3 separate regions of the Sus scrofa genome follow, and all the other regions are linked to region 2. The links are chromatin contacts, called in public HiChIP or PLAC-seq and promoter capture Hi-C maps. All regions are on one chromosome and are shown on one strand. Each heading gives the region's core, a stretch centred on a gene start, on an enhancer-like site or on the middle of the called end of the contact. The rest is flanking DNA. Distances are from core to core; before and after follow the strand shown.

The links. Promoter capture Hi-C pulls out the DNA fragments that hold promoters and counts their contacts. HiChIP or PLAC-seq counts read pairs in DNA pulled down with a chosen protein or histone mark.
Region 1: an H3K27ac HiChIP or PLAC-seq map of alveolar macrophages shows a contact between it and region 2. The contact joins the promoter of MFHAS1 here to the promoter of PPP1R3B in region 2. A contact is called at or near these places in 1 of 5 promoter capture datasets (liver), 2 of 47 Hi-C or Micro-C datasets (fetal heart ventricle and heart right ventricle) and 1 of 2 datasets of contacts at active chromatin or transcription factors (alveolar macrophages).
Region 3: a promoter capture Hi-C map of liver shows a contact between it and region 2, with 13 times the contacts expected there. The contact joins the enhancer-like site here to the promoter of PPP1R3B in region 2. A contact is called at or near these places in 5 of 5 promoter capture datasets (fetal liver, fetal skeletal muscle, liver and 1 more), 22 of 47 Hi-C or Micro-C datasets (alveolar macrophages, brain, embryonic fibroblasts and 9 more) and 1 of 2 datasets of contacts at active chromatin or transcription factors (skeletal muscle).

What each region holds. Positions count from the first base shown.
Region 1 is chr15:56,198,807-56,201,960 of Sscrofa11.1, reverse strand. It overlaps MFHAS1 (malignant fibrous histiocytoma-amplified sequence 1), which reads right to left and starts at 1,506. Exons shown (of 3, transcript XM_021075967.1): 1 at 1-1,506. The coding sequence starts at 945.
Region 2 is chr15:56,000,755-56,003,713 of Sscrofa11.1, reverse strand. It overlaps PPP1R3B (protein phosphatase 1 regulatory subunit 3B), which reads right to left and starts at 1,331. Exons shown (of 2, transcript XM_005671823.3): 1 at 1,082-1,331. The coding sequence starts at 1,218.
Region 3 is chr15:55,847,336-55,850,477 of Sscrofa11.1, reverse strand. No RefSeq gene overlaps it. Among named protein-coding and RNA genes, the nearest start is that of PPP1R3B, 150 kb to the left of the region's middle. Within about 2 kb of position 1,762, at least 15 of the 83 cell types and tissues checked have an H3K27ac peak or open chromatin away from gene starts, as enhancers often do. A contact at or near this core is called in fetal liver, liver and skeletal muscle, where this site is marked.

The DNA of each region.
Region 1 (3,154 bases), core at 257-2,756, 200 kb before region 2:
GCCAGAGATCAGGGATGGCACTGAAGTGAGCTGGTTGCGACTAAGGTAGAGCTCCTCCAGACCAGCCAGGGGCAGCAGTGCGGCAGGGAACTCCTCAAAGAGGTTGGAGGAGAGATTGAGCATTTTGAGCCGCTGCAGGCGGCTGAACTGGGCAGGCAGAGCCTGCAGCCCGTTGTTGTCCAGCATGAGGCTCTCCAGGCTGGCCAGCTCGCAGAAACCGCTGGGCAGGGTGCCAAGCTCAGCCCCGCTCAGCCACAGGATCTTTAGGGCACGCAGGGCACTGATATCTTCAGGTAGGCCACGCAGCCGGTTGCTGGACACATCCAGCTCCTCCAAGGCCGCCAGCTGCAACAGCTGCCGGGGAAAAGCCGTGAGCTGGTTGTGGTCCACGTCGAGGGTGCGCAGGTGGGAGAGGCAGGAGAAGGAGTCGGGCAGGTGTGTCAACCGGTTAAAACTGACGTCCAGCTCCTCCAGGTGGACCAGCGCGCCCAGCTGGGCAGGCATGGCGGGCAGCTGGTTGTGGCTGAGGTTGAGCTTCCGCAGCTCACGCAGGGCGCTCACCACCTCGGCGCCCAGGACGCTCAGCCGGTTGTGGCTCACGTCCAGCTCGGTTAGGTGGTGGCCCAGCTCCGCCACCGCGGGGGGCAGCCGGGCGAAGCGGTTTCGGCGCAGAACCAGGACGCGCAAGCTGCCCAGCGCAGAGCCCAGCCCGTCGGGCACCTCCTCCAGGCCGTTGTTCCCCAGGTTCAGCACCTCAATGTCCCCGATGTTGGCCGGCAGCACCAGCTGGGGGGCGTCGGGGGAGTCGATCTGGTCGGCACCTGGGCTGCCCCCGGCCGCGCTGAGGGTGAGCTGGCGCAGGTTGCTCCTCAGCTTTCTGGCACGCAGGGCGGCGTCCCGCCACAGCCTCACCGTTTTCAGGTTCCCACTGTCCGTCCCAGCCATGGTGGGGTCCCGGGCTGACACCTTGGCGCGGGCGCCCGCAGCTACATGCCGCGCTGCGCCCAGGCAGGCGCCAGTCTCTGGGGCCCTCTAGCTCCCGCTCCTCCCTTCCCACCAGCCCTCCGCGACCAGCGGCGGCGGGTCCTAGCGCAGCCAGCGGCCAGGCGCCCGCAGCTGGGGGGCAGCGGCGACGCGAGAAGCTCCGGGGAGCGCCGGGCGTGCGGCGCTGGGGGAGGCGGCCGGCCGGCGGGGAGCGCAGCTCGCATTCTCCGGGCTCTCGGGCCAGGGGCGCGCCGGGGCAGCAGGGCCGCCGCCCGCCCGCCGCGCCGCGGAGGATGCCTGCCGCTCCCCCTCCTGCTCCACCCGCCTCCGGGGCCTCGGGGCCGATTCTAGCCCCGCTACCCTCGCTGCCGCGGCCCCGCGGCCCGCAGCATCGTCGCCTCCGCGAGCTCCACGAGGACGGCGGCGGCCCGCTCCGCTGCGGGCATGATGTGGGCGCAGGGCCGGGCCGCCTCGTAGTCTCCGCTTCCCCGGGCTCCGGCGGGAGCGCGAGCGCCGCGTCCCCGCCACTGGGAGGGCGAGATCGGGAAGCGGCAGCGCCGCCCGGCGGAGCGGCCCCCACGTGACCCGCGGAGACGCCGCGTGTTCCCGGCACCGCCCCGGGGCGGGGGCCGCGGACCAGCGCCTTGAGCCGGGCTGGGGGCGCCTCGCCCTCCACGGGCGGCGGCTTGGACACCGCTGAGCCGGAGGCGCGCTGGTGGCCCGTCCCGGCTGCAGATCACGGCCCCGGGGCGCTCCTGCTTAAGTCTGCCTGCGTCTGGCTCTTTGTTGGCCCTGCGCCTCTAAGAATTTCTTTCTCTTCTCCCCTCACGTGTTGGATCCCAGGCCTCCCTGACTCATTCCTTACCCTTCTTCCCCCTTCCACTCACCCTATGTCCACACCTTAGTGGAACCGGCAGCATGCAGGGGCCTGGGTTTCATTGTAGGAACCTAAAAGGAGAGTGTGATTAAACAAAAGAACGAGAAAAGCAGGCAACCATTCATTCACTTGGTAAATATTTATCGAGACCTTATTTTATGGCAGACCGACCAGAGACAGACATTCTCTGCTCCCCTGAGGAAGGCTCTGAGCAGGCTCCTCGCCGGCCTTACTGCGGAGTGGAGAAAGGGGGGCCACGCAGTGTTTTATCCGGGATGTCCCACACATCCTCCCAACAGCCTCAGGAAACAAATACCATATCCCCAACTGTACAGTCCTTATTATGCTGTAGGTTCAAGAAAATGGCAGTTATGTCAAGAAAAATTTACAGCCCAATGCTCAACTCCAAGTCTTGCTTGCTTGCTTGTTTACTTATTTATTTATTTATTGGAATTTCTTTGCGGTCACATCTACACTAAGTAAATAATTTCTTCAGAATTTGCCCAAACCTTGAACTCTATTCAGCCTCAGGGTAGCACCTCCGTCATTGCCTCCAGCTTGATTAATAATGAAGCAAATAGCTCTCAGAGACACAAAGCTAAATGTAATTGGTTAAATGCACCAGTTAACACCTGGTTGGCTCTCCCCTACAAGGGATTGTTGCTGTCATTTGGGGACCCAAATTAAGTGCAGGTATTTGAATAGTAATAATTTGTCTCTTTAAAGGGAGCCATTGAGAAGTTCCTGTCGTGGCGCAGTGGTTAAGGAATCTGACTAGGAACCATGAATTTGCGGTTGGATCCCTGATCTTGCTCAGTGGGTTAAGGATCCAGCATTGCCCTGAGCTGTGGTGTAGGTTGCAGACGTGGCTCGGATCCCGTGTTGCTGTGGCTCTGGCATAGGCCGCTGGCTACAGCTCTGATTAGACCCCTAGCCTGGAAACCTCCATATGCCTCGGGAGTGGCTCTAAAAAAGGCAAAAATACAAAAATTAATTAATTAATTAATTAATTAAAAAAAAACAAAGAGAGCCATTGAACACCTCAGGCTGGAAAGCTGCCCCAGTGATGGTTATCAAGCCTGGTCTGGTAGGTACATCGTGGTACTGGAGGATGCTCCTGGAGCCAGGTGGAACCCAGAGCTTCAAGTACTTTAACAGATACAAGTGAGCCATGTTCACCCTGAAGGTCTTCCTGGAAGATCAGAACGCTCAAGAGTTCCCCAGGTGCCCCACTTCAAGGAAAATTCTGAATCATCTAGACTGAGCCTTTCTTTCATAGAGGAGGCAACAGTC
Region 2 (2,959 bases), core at 82-2,581:
TGCAAGAAACAATACAGGACAGAGCCCAAATCTTCTAGTATGTTCTGGGCTCTCCACCCCCTCTTTTACAGCGAGTTATAAACTTCTTTCTCTGGATTCAAAAGGGTGCCAAGAACCGGGAACCTGGGCAGGCCAAAGCGTCCAGACTTCAAATGTCCCAGAGGTCACTCCCCTCTGGGTGCAGCCAGGTGGGGACTGCGTCCTCCCCCCAACCCCTCTCCAGATCCTTCGCCTGTCCGGTACCCACCTTTTGGGCCGCGGGGAAGCCCCCTCTCCAGCTGGCTCGCTGCATCGGAGAGCCCGGAGGGAGGTGGCAGGATAAGCTGCCGCCACCAGACTACGTGAGGCTCAGTGTGTCCTGGAGGCAGGGCTTGGGCAGGGTTCCCGGAGCTGTGACCGGCAGGGGGAGGAAGACGACGAGGGGGAGGAGCCTGAGTTATCAAACACCGGGCGGGGCGGCTGGACGGCAGGGCCACCCCTGGGCGGGTGGAGCGACGCCGTAAGAGCGTCCCCACGTGGCCACCTCGTCCCTGCCAGCCCGGGACAGCCCGTCTGGGGACAAGGAACTGGAGGCGGCTGGTCTCCTGGAGGCCGTGGTCACTTCTGCGATCCGTGTCCCACCGTCCTTGGAGGCCAGAGAGATCACCAACTGTGCTTCCCTACGTTTTACCGGGAAATCGAGGCCCAGAGAGAGACGAAGCGACTTACCTTAGCGCTCACATTCCCATCGCTCAACTCCGGGGACACTCTCTAGAAGTGTTGGGTCCCAAATGGAAAAGCCTTGTGTCAGGTTCGAATTCGGCATAAGAGGGAGTATCTGGAGTCCCAGCCCCAGCCCCGCGGCCACCGTCGCGGCTGGAACTCCACCTCCGTGCAACATGTGGTTTCAGCCAGGGTCCATCCCACCTCTGGTCCCTGGGTTGCCCTCTCCACGTGGAAGCAACAGGTTCCTCCAGGCAGTCTAGAGTGTCCTACCCCCCAGAATGTGATTGCAAGGTGGGCGGAGAAAGTGTAGACACCGGTGAGAGTCCACTCTGCGCGACTCTCAACACCATTCCTCGCGGGCATGGAGAGGACGTACCTGGTACAGCTCGTAAGCCCGGAGGTGCGTAGGCGCCAGCCCGCGGTACCATCCGCGCTGGGGTGGCAGGGGCAACGGTAGCGACGGCAGGAGCGACGGCCCGTGCACAGGTCGGCGCCCTCCGCTGACAGTCGCATCCGTTTGTGCGCGAGAGCAGCCCGCCCGCCTCCTCCTTTCAGCCCTCACCCGGGACTCGGGATACCCGCCGCCGTGCGGCTCCCTTTAACTTTCCGGGCACCTCTCCCCACTGGGGATGCCATCCCCGACCCCCTTTCACGTGAAAGCCCCCCGCAGCCAATGGGCGAGCCCGGAACGCGCGCCTTCGACCAATGGCAGTGGAGCCGAGGTCCCCTGGAGCACCGCCGCGCCACGTGATCGGCTGCGAGCCCGGAGTGATAGGGCTGCCGTCCAGGGGCTGGTTAGGGGGCGGTGGGTCACTGTTTCATCAGAAGCCTGGGGACGGGCGCCAGGGGGCAGAGGCACTTTCCAACAGAACTGCATCCTGTTACAGCAAGAGGGCTGAACGCCGGTGGCTGGCAGAGTTCCCTCTCCCAAGGCAAAGTCCTAGCGTGGCAAAGTCACCCTACATGAGAGATGGGGCTGCAGTTGCTTTCAGCCGTACCGCCGGCACAGCCTTCGTCTTACACTTCAGCCACGGGGTTCACAGATGACCGTTACTTGCCCCATGGCATGCTGAGCCCAAAGGAGCCCCAGGAGAATGGCAAATGTTTCCCTCTGTTTTAGTGGAGTTTTTCGGGATCAGTATCCTCAGTTAAGTATCAGGGTTAAGACAAGAACGCTTGCTTTGTGGCAGGTGTTACTGTGTTACTGTGAAAGGAATACATGGTATAAAAAGTAAAATCATTTTTATAAAGTTGGGATAAAGGACCAAAACCGAACTCACAGAATAGCGCATATATAGTTGAGGGTTTCTTAAGTAGGTATATTCGAGGAAATTACCTGACCTGAATCTGTGTGAAGTGAATAGATTGAGCCTACAGGGCTTCCATGATATCTGTGCTACTCTTTGAGGTCTGTAGAGAATGAGGAGCTTGGAAGAGACCAGAAGCCCCTCCTCCCACATTAGATCAAGTTAAATATGCATATATTTAGTCATTTATGCCATCTCCTTAGTAATCGGCTCTGAGCTGATCCACTCTAGGGATGAGGATCCCAATTTTCTAGTTTTAATGAATTTTGGTCCAGCATTTTAAAGTGCCAAGACAAGACATTAGAGCAAATAAATACTACCGTTCTCTGTCACCGTCTTTTATTTTTTAAAAAGTACTCTTTAACAGCAATAACAACAAAATGCAGGAAGGTCATAATCCTGGAGTAGAACCTAGCCCTTTACATTGCATATTTTTAACTTTATGAAAATTCATTATGTTGACTACAGCATATGGGAATTTCTGCTGTAAGAAATGTAAAAACAGCTTCTAATTGCACTAGGAATGTAAGACAAAAATGCTAATCGGTTATGATGATCCAGTCAAAGCCTTCAGCTCTATACAGAGCTTCCCCATATACTTAGTCTTCCTATCTGAAGGTTGATCATTAGTCCTCTTCCTTCTTTCAATGGCCAAATCTAAGGGGCCACCTGTGAAATTAGCTATTCATAGGCGGTTGGCAAATAAACTTACGATGCAATATTCCCTTTGCCAGCTCTAACCCCCCTTTTATTAGCTGATGAGTAGGTTGGAGCCAAGTGCTGGCTGCATTTTTCAAGTGAAGGGAAGCATGTTAGTGGAGTGGGCAGAGATGAAGAGCCAACAGGTATTGCAAAATGTGTGCAGGCAAAGGGCGATCGGAACCAAACTGGGAAGGAGTTGGGAGAAGTGAATACAACTTTATAGCATTAGGGTTTGGAAGCATCTT
Region 3 (3,142 bases), core at 513-3,012, 150 kb after region 2:
GGTGAACTCCTACTCATCCTTCAAGACCCAGCTCAACAAGTCCTCCCAAAACCTTTCCTGACTCTCACAGGCAAAGTTTTTTCTTTTCTTTGTTCTTCCTTAAGGTCTTATGCAAACATCTGCAATGATACATGTGTCTCTCCAAGAGTTATTTACTTATGTGTTTACCTCCTCCACTCACATGTAAGCTCCTGATCTACTGGGGCTGTGACTACTTATTATTACCCCCTGAGCCTTGCCCCAGGCCTGGCTACAGCAATTACTAAGAAATGCTGAGTGAATGAATGAATGACCTGGAACCAGGTCCTAGAAGGCTTTGGTGACCCAGCAGAATGATTCAATGTCAGTCATCCTCAGTGGGCCACTGTGAGGTATTCAAAATGATCCATTGGAGTACAGGGAGAAAATATTAGCACTCCTATTTATATTTATGCTAGTAAAAAATTAGTGAAAGTAAGCTTTCCTAATATTTTATATGAACTGGCAGTAGCACATGTATTTAATTCATAAATTAATATATATGTTAAGAATAAGGGTAGTATGTGTTGAAAACATTGTAGGCCACTGTTTCATGCAATGAGAAGTCATCGAAAAATTCTGAAGAAAAATCATGAGAAAAGCAAATGCATGGAATTGACCTTGTAGACTGAAGAGAGGGAGGCATGAATTGGTGTGGAAAACATGACACTGTCCAGGCAGAAGAGATCAGAGATAAGACAAAAAAAAGGGGACACAGGTACGGGGAGGAAGGAAGACCAACTAACAAATTACTATCATTACCTTCATTATTATTGCATCAGCAGGACAAAATTCCACATGGGCCAATGATAAGCAGAAAGCATCAGAGACCCTAAAAAGCTGTCTGAACCAGGGGGAGCAGACGGAAATCCAAGGGAAAGGTAGAATATTTTGCCCCAGGCTTGGATTCTTGTAAGTGGCACTTTACAAAAATTTTCTCCACTTGTCTGAAGGGGAGCAAATGGGGGCCACCCATCAGGCCTGCTCAATCTCCTGTGTAACTTCTTAATAGACTATTTATAGCCTCAGGTTGTTGCAGCAACATTGCGCAATTGCTGTGTGGGTGGAGAGGATGGTGGATCTGAGCCCAGCTGGGTGAGTGACCGTCTCCTGGCTGCTTCCTGTTGGCTTAGGAAAGAACAGAAGAAGGTGGATTTGTTTGTCGGTTGAGCAACCAGCCACTGCCTGGCCTGTGCCTGATTTTGTCCCTTTAAACATTAACTGCCTCTTAAAACATTGGTGTTCTATGCCCAAGGCCAATGGGGCGCCCAAGAGAAAGGAGAGGAGGAAAGAGTAGAAGAGAGGGAGGGAGGGTTTGTTACATCAACAATTTATTCATTCCACTAATACTGCAGAGTGTCCATGGTGACCCACCCATCGTCCCAAGACCCAGCTCTGGAGAACTGAAGAGAACATGATTCTCATCCTAGAGACACACAGTCTAGCAGAGGAGACAGACAAGTAAACACAAGATGACAAGGAAAGGCTAAGCCCTAGACTGTCCCTGTGCCTTCTCAGCATCTCCCTTTACTAAAGAAGTTTCCTTGGGAGATGGAGGATGAGATCAGAGAATTAAAAGTTTCCAGGTTCCTTGTCCCCAGGACAGTGGTTCTCAACCTGTAGTGAGCAAAAAGTGACCTGGAAGAGTTATTTAAAATGCAACTCCCAGCTCTGCAGGACTGTGTCAGTGGGTCTGCAGCAAGCCCAGGGCTCTGCATTGATCCAGCCATCCAAGGGAATTCAGATGGAGGTGGCCTGTGACCACAAGAGGGCCACCAGAGGTTGATGGAAAAAAATTGGACGAAAGGAAGAGGGAGCTTAAAGATGATTAAGGGCAGAAAACAGAAAAAGAGAAAACCCAGTTTTCAAGAGAGAAAAGAAAGTTTTCTCTAAGAATTGAGCTAATATTACCAGGGGCCCTGGGACGACTCAGCTAACTAGTGTCCATGACTTAGCCATGACTTTCTTATATTTATCTTTTAAACAAGACGACTTTTCTTAAACAGTACAAAGAAATGGACAGAGAGATAGCTCTGTTAGAGCCTTGGGTGGGCATCAATAGCACCTGTGGAACCCAGCCTTTGCTAATCCACAAGCGGAGGCTGAATAAAGCCATGGGCTATGGGAAGGGGGCCGTCCTGGAGAAGGCACACTCACTTGACACTGTCTTCAGTAATGCCTGGTTCTGGGCAGCTCTGTTTAATTGCACCTCTCCCTCCACAACCCCCCAGGCTAGTCTACCCCAGGGCAGTGTCTAGCTGGGGTAGACACCTGAAAAGGCTGAAGGGCACCAAGCTACAAAGAGCCTGAGCGGTGATGGCCATGAGCAATTTCCAGGTGGGCTACAGAGCTTCCTCTTCCCCCTGACTGCACCAAGGCTGCTCTCTTTCTGAAACTGATTTAGGCCCAAAGCTGAGCGGCTGGGGTGTGACTGGAGTGACCCTAGCACCATCTGGTTCTCCCATGGTGCCAGGTAGGATGCTTCTGTTTATCCCTAAAGCCCACTTTCCCACCTCTCTCTGAAAGGATGCCTCCTCCCTCGTTCTTTAGCTCCTGCCCTAGTATGACCTTCCCTGTGACTCTCCTTTAACTATATCCTTTCCCACTTGGGGTCCTCATCCTATGGATTCTGTCCCGTGAGCCCCACCTATCCAACTACAAGTTCAGGGGAGCTTGTCTTCTGGGAGTCAGTAAAGCACCTCAGTTAGGAACTAGGGCTGACCTGGGTCAGGAACACAACGCAGTCACCTGCCAGCTCTGGAATCTCGGGCGAGTTACTTCCCTGTTCTAAATTTCAGTTTCCTTACCTATAAAATGGGCAAACAATTGTACTTATGACTAAGGTTAAATGAGCTAATACTTAGCCCAGTGCCATTGTAGCCCTCCATAAATGTTTGCTCTTCTCCCCATGCATATGTACATCCTTACTTTTACCCTAATCGCCATGGATTTAGGACAGAGCTGATGCTCATTAATGTTTATTGAATTAGCAGTTAAGACGTGTAAACATCACTGGATCTGTTCATTAGTACATTTTAAGAAGAAGTGGGTAACTTGGCATTTTCCCTTATTTCATCAATATTTGATGGTGCTTTCTCTATTTGAGGATTTGTTTAGGGTGGAA